2 separate regions of the Mus musculus genome follow, and region 2 is linked to region 1. Evidence: chromatin contacts called from public promoter capture Hi-C data. All regions are on one chromosome and are shown on one strand. The core of a region is the stretch at or near the end of the contact, and the rest is flanking DNA. Distances in the headings are between cores, read along the strand shown. Region 1 overlaps Dennd5b (DENN/MADD domain containing 5B). Region 2 overlaps Amn1 (antagonist of mitotic exit network 1).

Region 1 (5,731 bases), core at 1,702-4,201:
GTGTGTGCATGGGTGTCTGGTTTTTGTATGCTACATATGTATTAGTGCACACAGAGACCAGAAGAGGGCATCAGATCCCCTGGAGCTGGAGCTAGAGTGGGTTGATATCCACTTAGTGTGGGTGTTGGGAACAAAATTCAGATCCTTGGAAAAACATCAAGTGCTCTTAAATACAAAGCCATCTCTCCACAGAACCCTAGAAATATAATACTGTCTAACTTACAGATGGAGAAATTGAGTCTCCAAGAAGATAGTCAGATTTCCCACAGCCGTTATGTTATCACAGTATCTTACTTGTTAGTTATATACAGCAGAACCTCAAGTCCATTTTATTTTCTATTATTAATCTGTGTTTGGGTTTGATACTTTAAACAGTGATAACCACTTTGATCAAGGGAAGGAGAATAATACGTTTCTGTATACCAAGGAATAACGTATCCTGGGCTTATATTTTATCATTTTCACAGACATCATGGAAGATGGAAAGGAACTTTAAAACTCTTTGATTGTTTGTTTGCTTGCTTGTTTGTTTGTTTGTGTATATATATATATATATATATATTTGGGCTCAGTTATGTGGAGATCAGAGGACAACTTGTAAGACTTGATTTCTTTCTATCTTGTAGCAGTAGATGAAACTCAGTCTCTCAGTTGTTATAATCACCATAACTGAGGTGGAAAGGAGAGGAGCCTACATTCATTATTTAAACATTGCTAGAAATTTATTGATTAAAGCATTTGAATCATTACAGTATGTTACTCAGTAGTGATTAAAATTTCTCTGGGCAGCAAGCAGGTTGGCTCAGTAGGTAACTGATGACATGAGTTTGATCCTCAAATCCTAATGTAGAAGGAGAAAACCAACTCCTGAAAGTTGTCCTCTGACGTCAAAGCTCATACACCTACATAGCCAATACCCCACACACCATATGTGTATGCACATAAACAGTAACAATAAATATAATCTTTAAATAAATGTCTCCTTTGAGATTCATGGGAGGGAGGAAGGCAATAGGTTTGTTTGTTTGGTTGGTTGGTTGGTTGTTTAGTTGTTTGTTTGTTTGGTTTTTTTTCAGTGTTCTATGAAGTATTCTGCTTGGTAGTACTTTAGACCTTTATCACCTCTATAACAAACATAATTAAAGAGACCCAACATAAGCAAATAAGAGATCAGACAAGATGGACACAGAAACTACTAATGGCAGGTTGAGATCTGGTATAGATGTAGTTCTTGAGAATTTCAAAAGTAGAGCCAAAAAACATAAAGGTTTCCATTATGGCCTGACTGTAAGGAAAGGAAGTTATTTGGTAGATGCCTGCTAGGTACTTCAGGTATGTTGTTTTTAGATATGCATTGTCTTAGGATATTACTGCTGTGAAGAGACACAGTGACCATGGCAATTCTTAGGAAGGAAAACATTTTATTGGAGCTGGCTTACAGGTTCAGAGGTTCAGTCATGGCAGGAAGCATGGCACATCCAGGCCAGCATGGTGCTGGAGAGGGAGCTGATAGTTTTCCATCTTGATTCTCAGGCAGCAAGGAGAGACTGTGTTCCACACTGGGTGTAACTTGAGCTTAGGAGACCTCAAAACCTGCTCCCACAGTGACACACTTTCTCCAACAAGGCCACACCTCCTAATAGTGCCACTCCCTATGAGCCAAGCATTCAAACACATGAGTCTGTGGGGGCCATATCTATTCAGACCACCATATGCATTATGATGGTTAATCTTTCATTGTCATCTTACCTGGATTTAGAATAACCTATGAGACAAACCAGTTTGGTCTACAGATTAAGTTCAAGGACAGCCAGGGCTACACAAAGAAACCCAATCTCTTACTTGGATTTATTAATCACTGTCTAATTGACTTCTGCTTCTGCTAATACTTCTCTTCATTCGACTCTCTTTTCCAAAGTAAATTATTTATTATTATTATTATTATTATTTATGAAAGGCTTATTTTATAATAAGCCCAGTGAGATAGTTCAACAGGTAAAAGCACTTGCCACCGAACAATTCAACACCAAACAGTCCCCAGAACCCGAGTTGTACAAGGATAGAATCAATTTCCAAAAATTACCCTTTGACCTATACACATATACAATGGCATGTGTGCCCTATGTATGTATGTACATACGTACATGTTTTTAAAATATTTATTTATTAATGTGTATATCTGTGAGAGTGAGTACCAGTAACATCCAGAGAAATCAGATCCCTTGGTTACAAGCAACCGTGAGCTTCTTGACATGGGTACTGAAAACCAAACTCTGATCCTCTGCAAAAACACTATTAATGACTTAATGACTAAGCCATTTCTCCAGCACCTATGGTAAATTCTTGATTGTTAAGATTTTATTTTAAATTGGATATTCTTAGAGAAGGTGTCCCTTTAACAGGTTCCTTACAATCCTATATCTTTTTATAATCCCTGTTTCAGTTGCAGTTATTAATTACATAATTAGCATTCAAATCTATATCTCTTGTTATAATGTTGACATCACAAGGGACAAAATAGTTTCACTTAGAGGCTTACCCACTGCCACATGGCACAGCCTGCAATGCCACCACAATGATCAAGTCTGTGGGAGAAATGGGAGAAGTGGAATGGTTTGTGCTTTGTGAAGAGAGGTGGAACTGGAAATGAGAGAGTGGTGAGGAACAGCCTGATGGGAGTAGCCTGCACTGCCACCTGAGGCCATCGTGATGTCCCACCCATGCTGCCTCTGAGGGCCACATCTGGGTCCACTGCCCTTCAGCAGCAAGAGCCTGTGTTGAAGTCCCTGGCCCTGTGGAAGTCCCTGGTCTAGGCTGCCACCTGGGATACTGTTGATGTCTAAATGCTGCAGAGAGCTGGCCCCACCCCTCACTGGGACAGTGCTAGAGAGCTGGCCCTGGTGGTAGGTAAGGGAGAGCTGGCCTCAGTGGTGTGGGTATAAAAGAGTTGGCCCCAGTGGTGTGAGCATAGAAGAACCAGTCTGCTCTTTTCTGGCTGCCACAGGCAGGAGAGCTGGCTCTGGTGGCACAAGCACAAGAGATCTGGCAGGCTGACCAGCTCAGCTACCAGCCAGGCCCAGATCCAGGGCTTTGGTTGGCCCACCCCAACATCTACCTCATCCATGAACCTCTGGAGTGTGTGAAAAGGCTGGCCCTTCACATCCAAAGCTACAGGATCTCCATGGCACAGTTCAACAACAGGATATCCAAGAGGAGTTCTGGTGAGGATCCAGTATTGATAGTGTAGCAGAATCCAGAGGCCTGGAACCAGACCAATGACTCATTGCAATGAACACTTGCAAGTAAAGTTGTATGGGTAAAAGAGTATATACTCTGTGACACACTGAGGTTTTATTCTTTTAATTATTTTCTTATTTTATTTTTTGTTTTCTTTTATAGGGGAGATTGCAAGGGTAGAGGATAGATATGAAGGGACAAGGAGATGAGCGGAATTGAGGTACATGATGTGAAATGCACAAAGAATCAATAAAAAGTTAAAAAAAATAATTTCTCTTATTCCTTGCTAGAACCCTAACTTAGCACATAGTTTAGATACTCAAAGCCTGACTAAGTAATAAGGTGGCCCTGTTTGCTTCTCTTCCCTGTCCTTGTTGTCAGGTGCTACTGAGTACAAAACCATATCTGAAGCTACATAATTGAGTGATCTCTTCTTGCTCCTGGAGCACCTTGATCATCTCCCATAGCAGCTTAGTTTATGTCTGTCTTTCCTACTAGACTATGAAATCACTTAAGTAAAGAATTATTCTCGGGCTGGTGAGATGGCTCAGTGGGTAAGAGCACCCGACTGCTCTTCCGAAGGTCCGAAGTTCAAATCCCAGCAACCACATGGTGGCTCACAACCCCCCTTAATGAGATCTGATGCCCTCTTCTGGTGCATCTGAAGACAGCTACAGTGTACTTACATATAATAAATAAATAAATCTTTAAAAAAAAAAAAAGAATTATTCTCATATTTTTCTTCTAAGTCTGATGCAATACACAAGATAAAATAATAGTGTACTAAAGAAAGGAAGGCAGAAAGAAGGTAGGAGGGCAAAGTGAGCTATTCCATTGGGTTTTCTTTTCTTTTTTTTTTTTAAGGAATTTATTTATTTGTTTTGTTTTGTTTTTTTGAGACAGGGTTTCTCTGTGTAGCCTTGGCTGTCCTGGAACTCACTCTGTAGACCAGGCTGGCCTCAAACTCAGAAATCCGCCTGCCTCTGCCTCCTGAGTGCTGGGATTAAAGGCGTGCGCCACCATGCCCAGCTCCATTGGGTTTTCTGAATAATTTTTCTTTCATAGGCTAATGAGGAAAAGAGTATTAGAATTATAGAATATAGAAGAGGAACTTGCTAAAACTCAAGCCAAAATTATAATCCCAGTACTTAACAAATGCAGGCAGTAGGGTTCATTATCATCCACATCATAAATTAAAGTCTGGCCTGGGCTACATGAAACTCAAGAAACCAGCCCGCTAAATAAATAATAAATAAATCTGATGAAATTGTAGCCAAAGTGCCTGGAAGGGGAGGTAACTAAGGACACTGGCTGATCATGCTAGAGGAGGGCTGTGGACAGCACTGTCCAATATTTGGTTACAAGACACATTTTATTTTTTAGTTATTTTATTGTGAGTTGAAGAGTATATTGTTAGAAAGTACAATATTGTGGGTTAACAAGATACTTGAGCCATGGTAAGCAAATTACGATTTATGTCTCAGTTTTTCTGAGAGAGATGTCTTGTTTCCTAGTAATTTATATAATTCTGGCTTTTAAAAGCCTCATCTTGTTTTCTCATTCACAACTCCTAGATTATAAATACATATCTTGTCCTTTTGATTTTTTGTAGAAAAGCATGTAAGAAAAATTCTTACATCTGTTATCTGTGGCATAGAAAGTCTTTCTTCCTTTGAATATAACTTCTGGCAAGCTTTTCCTGTAAATGTTTGAATGTGTTCTTAAGAAAGCTACAAACCCTTAACTGTATATGTGGCCACTTTTCAAAAACACTATGAGCTTTGATTTTCTAGCTTAGATATTAGGAAATCCTGTCAATAAAATTGAGTCTTCAGCCTACATAGTGACATAATCTTAGCACTTGTAACATAGAGGCAGGAGGATCAGAAATTCAAGTTCATCCTTGGCTGGCTATGCAGAGCTCATGGCCAGACAGGAACACATGAGACCCTATCAACAAACCAAAAACCAAAACCAACAGTAACAACAATAAAAAACATGAAAACAAAAAAATTAAGTTAAATTTAACTTTTTAAAAATAGTGCCTTTGTATTTTACTCTATTTTCATAGTGCCTACTTGATATAAAAAGAGAAGATTTGGGGAGCTGAAGACATGACTCAGCAATTAAGAGCACTTACTGCTCTCATAAAAGATCCAGGCTCAGTTCCCAGCGCTCACATGGCAGCTAACAACCGTTAACTCCTGTTTCAGGGGATTTGGTACTCTTTAGACTCTCTTGGGCACCAGGCAGGTACATGGTGTACACGTACATATATACAGCAAAACACTCTTGCACATCAAATAAAAACAAATCCTTTAATACAAAAAGAGCCAGGCATAGTGCCTGTCTGCTGGGCTGAGAACAGGCTGGCCTGTCCACCAGTGCCATGCTGGCGTAGCATGGATTGCTTTTTAAATATTTCACGCAACAGCACAGTAGCACGGGCCTTTAATTGCAGCATTTGGGGAGGCATAAACAGGAGTATTAGTAA
Region 2 (5,672 bases), core at 2,965-5,464, 78 kb before region 1:
CAAGTATTTAAGGAGAGCAGCTAAGTTCAGGTATGTGTGTGGCAGGGTGGTCCCTGCATAGAGTCTCTGAGAAACCAGACTGTGGAGACTTCTCAAGTTGGACTAAATGCATTTTGCATTATGATATAACCATGAGCTTATGGGGGCCAGGGAGTGGAATGTGGGTGTTGGTAATTGAACCTAGGTCCTCTTAACCTTTGAGCTAGATCTCCAGCCCTGTTAAGTAAATGTAGTTTAAAAATTCAAAGCATAGTATGCAACTGAATAACGCATTAATAATTAATGGTAACCCATGATGTCTATAAATCCAGTTCCAGGGAATCTGATGCTCTCTTCTGGATTCTATGGACACCAGGCACACAAATGGTACACTGATAATATATTCAGGCAAAGCACTTAAAATTTAAAATAAGCCAGGTGTGGTGGTGCACGCCTTTAATCCCAGCACTTGGGAGGCAGAGGCAGGCAGATTTCTAAGTTCGAGGTCAGCCTGGTCTACAGAGTGAGTTCCAGGACAGCCAGGGCTATACATAGAAACCCTGCCACTAAAAACCAAAAAAAAAAAATAAAATAAAATAATTTTTTTAAATGTGCTTGATAAGTTTCATTTATTTATTTGTGTATAGAGAGGTACATATATATCATCTAGTATGCACGTAGAGGAGGTCAGACTAGGCATTCCACCATGTGGCTCCCAGGGCTTCAACTCAGGTTGTCAGGCTTGGCAGCAAGTACATTTACCTCTTAAGCCATCTTGCCAGCCCCACTATGTATTGAATGATGTTGGTCATAGGTGCCACAGTGGAGACAGAAGCTCACCAAGGTACTAAGCCTTCATTTTCCAAAGGAGCAGAGGTGTTCAGCCTTCTTGGAAAGACTGACACCTAGCTAGTTCACTCTAGTTATTTTATTCAATCATTACACAAGGTTAATTGGGGCTGAGAAAAGTTCCATCTACCAGAGTTTCTTTCCCCTGATGCACGAGAGATCAGATAGCACACATAAATCTCAGTCCTTTTTGACCATGACTAGCCAGAATTAAAAGTAAGAACTCCAGGTTCACCAGGATATCTTAGGACCAAGGTTTGTGCAGCTACAAGCTCTCACGGAGCACCAAGTGCAGACTTTCCAGAAAGACATTCCTTCAAGGTTTAGTCTCAAAACAATTTCACAGCCTCTGCTAACCCAAGCAAAGCAAAGCTTTACTATACATTTCATCAAAGCCAAACATGAGGGCTTTGGCTTACATATCTCTACCACTATGCTTTTATTTCATGTTGTTTTTAATCCTTCCAATAACCCTGTAATAGTTATCACCACACCTAGGGTTTTGTTTTGTTTTTTTAACTTTGTGCTAAGACAATATTTCATATAGCCCAGGCTAGCCTCCTACTTGCTATGAGTTGGATCTGTCTTAAATTCCTGACCCTTATATCTATACCTCCTAAGTACTAGTATTACAGGCATATTCTCAGCTTACATCTAGTTTATATATGAAAAAACATTAAATACATTTGATTATTGTAAATTAATATAGTGTCATTGTTCTCTTTTATAGATCGTTCACAAGAAGTCTTGGAGCAATTAATAGGATCAAGAAAACTAAAGCAAGTGACTTGGTCTGTTTATTGATCTTTACCGAGGCTGATCTCAAAACCTTGCACAGGATTTGCGCTATAAATATTTATTTATTACTTAATTTAACACCAATTTACTATTGTCTTAGTTAAGCTGTGACTCTCAGAGAATCTATTCAATCTTACTGTAAATATTTGTGCTATAAAGTTAACAAGACTCAACATTTAAACACTTCTATTGTCCCATATTTATTTGAGCTAATTTCTTTTTTGTTTGTTTTTGGTTTCTGGGTTTTGTTTTTTTGTTGTTTTTGGTTTTTTTTCCGAGACAGGGTTTCTCTGTATAGCCCTGACTGTCTTAGAACTCATAATGTAGACCAGGCTGGCCTCTAACTCAGAAATCTGCCTGCCTCTGCTTCCCAAGTGCTGTGATTAAAGGTATGGGCCTCCACTGCCCGGCTTGAGCCACTTTTTAATGGTAATTATTATGTAAATTCTACTTGATAGGGACAGGGCTGGATTTGTTTCTTTAATTAAAAAAGTTTCAAATGATTTATTGTAGGCTTAGATTTTTCAAAACCTATTTTAATAAGGGTTGTCCCTTCTAGCTCACCACCCATGAGAGGAAGTGGAAAAGAAAGGTTATTTTAAAACTGTTTAGAAATAGTTCTTTTGGGGGGGCGGCTATTTCAGTCCTTGTTGTCCACAGTCCAGTCCTCTAGCAAAACACCAATAGGCATCAGCAGCTTCAATCCAGTCCACTGGGCAGTCACCAATCACAAATCAGCAAGGCAAACCAAAGCCAGAGCCTCATCAGCAAAGACTAGTTAGGCAGAGCAAGGTGCAATGCCAGAGCCACCTCCGACTGTCTATGGGGATATATTTATATTTTCTGAACATCATATGTCTGCTTCAGCAAAACATCCTTTCATCTGTGTCTGCTTCAGCAAAACATTCTTTCACATGTCTGCTTTAACATTCTTCCATGTGTCTGCTTTAGCAAAACATCATATGACATGACATAGTTTCCAAAGAAATCAGAAACTTCCACTTCAACTTATTTTACCTTTATATTCCTATTTCTAGTGTAGGTATTTGAGCTATTCTAGGAGATATGGGTAGAATTCTAAATAAAGATGTGTTTAGAAAACGTCAGCCAAAAGCAAAGTGGAACATAAGGCCTGTTACCTCTTTATAGAAACTGATATACTTATTTCACTTAAGTAAATGGTAATAATTCATCAGTTAAAATGAGACCTTCAGCTGCACAAGTGGCTCAGTGACAGAACACTTGCCTAGCTTGCACAAGGCTTGGGTGGGATTCACACACAGAGGCAGCCATTCAATGTGTTAACATCACTGAGGCTTCCGCTAAAACACTCATCTCATTGGTTCTTACTCTCCTCCGTTCTATGGCTTGAACTCAGGTACCATACATACTAGACAGACATGCTACCACTGAGCTGTTGTATCCCAAGGCAGTTTCATTGGGTTCTATGGCTGCTCTTTCAAAAGATGTGCTAATGTGCTTCTTTCTTGGCAAAATAGGTTCTCTCTCACTGTATGTGTGTCTGTGTGTGTGTTTACTGAATATTGAACCTATGGTTCCATGCATGCTAGGTGGTGCAGTTCCAGGCCCAGAGTGTGTAAAAGTTAAATATGAGCTGGGCATGGTGGTGCACGCCTTTAATCCCAGCACTCGGGAGTGTGGATTTCTGAGTTCGAGGCCAGCCTGGTCTACAGAGTGAGTTCCAGGACAGCCAGGGCTATACAGAGAAACCCTGTCTCGAAAAACCAAAAAAAAAAAAAAAAGTAAATATGAAATACCATTATAGACCTGGGCGTGGTCGTAGCACCTCTTTAATTCCAGCACTCAGGATACAGAGGCAGGCAGATCTCTGAGTTTGAGAACAGCCTGATCTACATAGCATAATCTTGGCCAGCCAAAGCTTCACAGTGACACCATTACAGAGATTGTTTACTGAAGTTCCATTGATTTCACATTGTGGAGTAAACACCACCAAGTTCATTCCTAATTGTGCTCCTTCCTCCACCCTTCTTGTGACTTCAACTAGGCAGGCTGTGAGGAGAGCCAAGCAGTTCCTGCAGAGATAGATCAAAGGCTGCTTAATACCCCCTGCTTTACTATGAGGTGCTAAAGCCTGAGACTGCAGCTTCTGGAGCAAGTTAGGCAGGTCAGCTATAGAAGCAAAGTGACTTAGACTTAATATAGGTAAATATTTCATTATTATATTGTTAGAGTTAGGTAATCTAAAACCTCATTGGAGAGTGCCAGGACTGCATTTTTGCTTCAAGAATGATTAACCACAGGATCGGCTGCCAAGCACAGATGGCTTATCTTGAGACCAGATATCTCCCATTCATGTGGCTATCTTCAGGCCATTCCTTGGGTGGGAGATTTTATTGTCTTGTTCCTTGGACTTTGGGGTCTGCTACTGGAGCAGGTGGCTTATGGCCGAGTTTCTGACTGTAGACAAAATGGAATGAATAGACCCCTTCACCCCTAGACCTTCATTTCTTAGACCCTTACTTTTGGGGGAAGCTTTCTATTCTCAGGTTTCAGCACCATCTGATAGGTTATTTCAACACCATCGGTGATATGAGCCAATTTAGGCCAGATTAGATTTAGGTACCTCTATTGGAAAGCTGCTCTCAGGTGGGGGAGTTCACTGGCCCCAAGGCCAGGGAAGTCACCATGGAAAAATGGGGGAGGGGGATAAGTAAGGAAGAGAGAAAGGGGTTACAGGCACTTGCAGAGAGAAGAGGAGAGATGGAATGTCTGGATTATATAGGGAAAGGCCTCTGGGGGAAGGGCAGCCCAGCCCCTGGTCTGGAAAATTCAAGGTTGGAGGCAGGGTATGTCAGGTAGGGACTGAGGAATGCTGGGAAAACCTGGAAGTCAGATCTGCTTCGATATGTAAAATATGCAGCTCAGTTTCTTGTCCAGGGGTCCAAAACCAAGGCCTGGGCTATTCGCAGGGAGTGCCCATTGATGTTGGGGCTGGAATAAAGCAGTGAATGGAGTTTGGAGGAGATTTGTGTGACCCACTGGAGAAGGAGGTGGGGCTGCTGCAAGTGGTCTGTTACCAAACTGGATATAAGGTTAGTATCCCGACCTAGTTATTCGTGGGATTGAGGGGGACCAAGCCTGAAAAAGAAACAGGTGAGAGGAGAGAGACCAAACAAAGGGTTGTCAAGGTCTGTTTAATGGAGGCTAGGAGCCTGATTATAAGCACACAGTGAGAGAAAATAGGGAGGGGCCGAGGGGGAATGATCAAAGCACAGAGAGAGGGACGGACATCTGGGGAGGATGCTGAGTGCAGGCTTCAAACATCTAGCAGCTTATCTTGGAATGCTGGCTCTATCTAAACAGTCCCAGGCACCAAGTCGAGACAAGAAGGAGGAGGTGACTCTGCTCCCATCAAAGGGTCAGTTGGATCTTCAGGGTGGGAGTTGTTGAAGGTCTGGTTTCCCACAGTTTGGTCTCAGATTAGGGGATTGGTGTCCGAGGGAGCAGCCTAGAGAGCTCTGCCATTATCCTACCAGCATCCCTGACCTAAGTGGCCTGCAAGTTTCCAGGGAGTGCCTGCTTGAGTTGGGGGCTGGGAAAAAGCAATGAGAAGCAGGAGGGAAATTAGGGGATCCATTGAAGATGGGGGCAGGGAGAATGGGAAGCCGCAGCAGGTGGTCTGCTGCAAAGCAGGAAATGGGGCTGGGGGATTGGTTTTAGAGGAGCTGAGAGAGAAGTGAGGATCTGAAATTTTCCTACTTGCTTCCCAAGCTGCATGTTTACATTTCTTTTATTTATATATGTACACTGACGCTGTCTTCAGACAGCACCAGAAGAGGGCATCAGATCCCATTAAAAATGGTGTGAGCCACCACATGGGAAGATCAGTCAGTGCTCTTAACCACTGAGCCATCTCTCCAGCTCCCAAGTTTACATTTCTAAGCCCCCCCCCCCACGTAGATACTAATGAAAATTTTGAGTAGCAGCAGTCGACTCACTGGGTAATTAAAATTCTCTGACTTCCAAAAGTCCAGAATCACAAGTACAGAACTTCCAAGATCCCA

The links. Promoter capture Hi-C pulls out the DNA fragments that hold promoters and counts their contacts.
Region 2: a promoter capture Hi-C map of liver shows a contact between it and region 1, with 2.5 times the contacts expected there. The contact joins two enhancer-like sites. A contact is called at or near these places in 3 of 39 promoter capture datasets (liver and macrophages), 1 of 484 Hi-C or Micro-C datasets (nephron progenitors), 1 of 115 datasets of contacts at active chromatin or transcription factors (embryonic stem cells) and 2 of 9 other capture datasets (adipose tissue and pancreatic islet).

Annotation. Positions count from the first base shown.
Region 1 is chr6:149,074,726-149,080,456 of GRCm38.p6, reverse strand. The region is part of intron 2 of Dennd5b (DENN/MADD domain containing 5B); the gene reads left to right. Among named protein-coding and RNA genes, the nearest start is that of Gm23462, 3.5 kb to the right of the region's middle. Within about 2 kb of position 2,951, at least 12 of the 459 cell types and tissues checked have an H3K27ac peak or open chromatin away from gene starts, as enhancers often do. A contact at or near this core is called in liver, where this site is marked.
Region 2 is chr6:149,153,718-149,159,389 of GRCm38.p6, reverse strand. Amn1 (antagonist of mitotic exit network 1) reads left to right here. Exons shown (of 7, transcript NM_001113424.1): 7 at 1,559-1,813. The coding sequence ends at 1,632. Among named protein-coding and RNA genes, the nearest start is that of Etfbkmt, 15 kb to the right of the region's middle. Within about 2 kb of position 4,214, at least 62 of the 459 cell types and tissues checked have an H3K27ac peak or open chromatin away from gene starts, as enhancers often do. A contact at or near this core is called in liver, where this site is marked.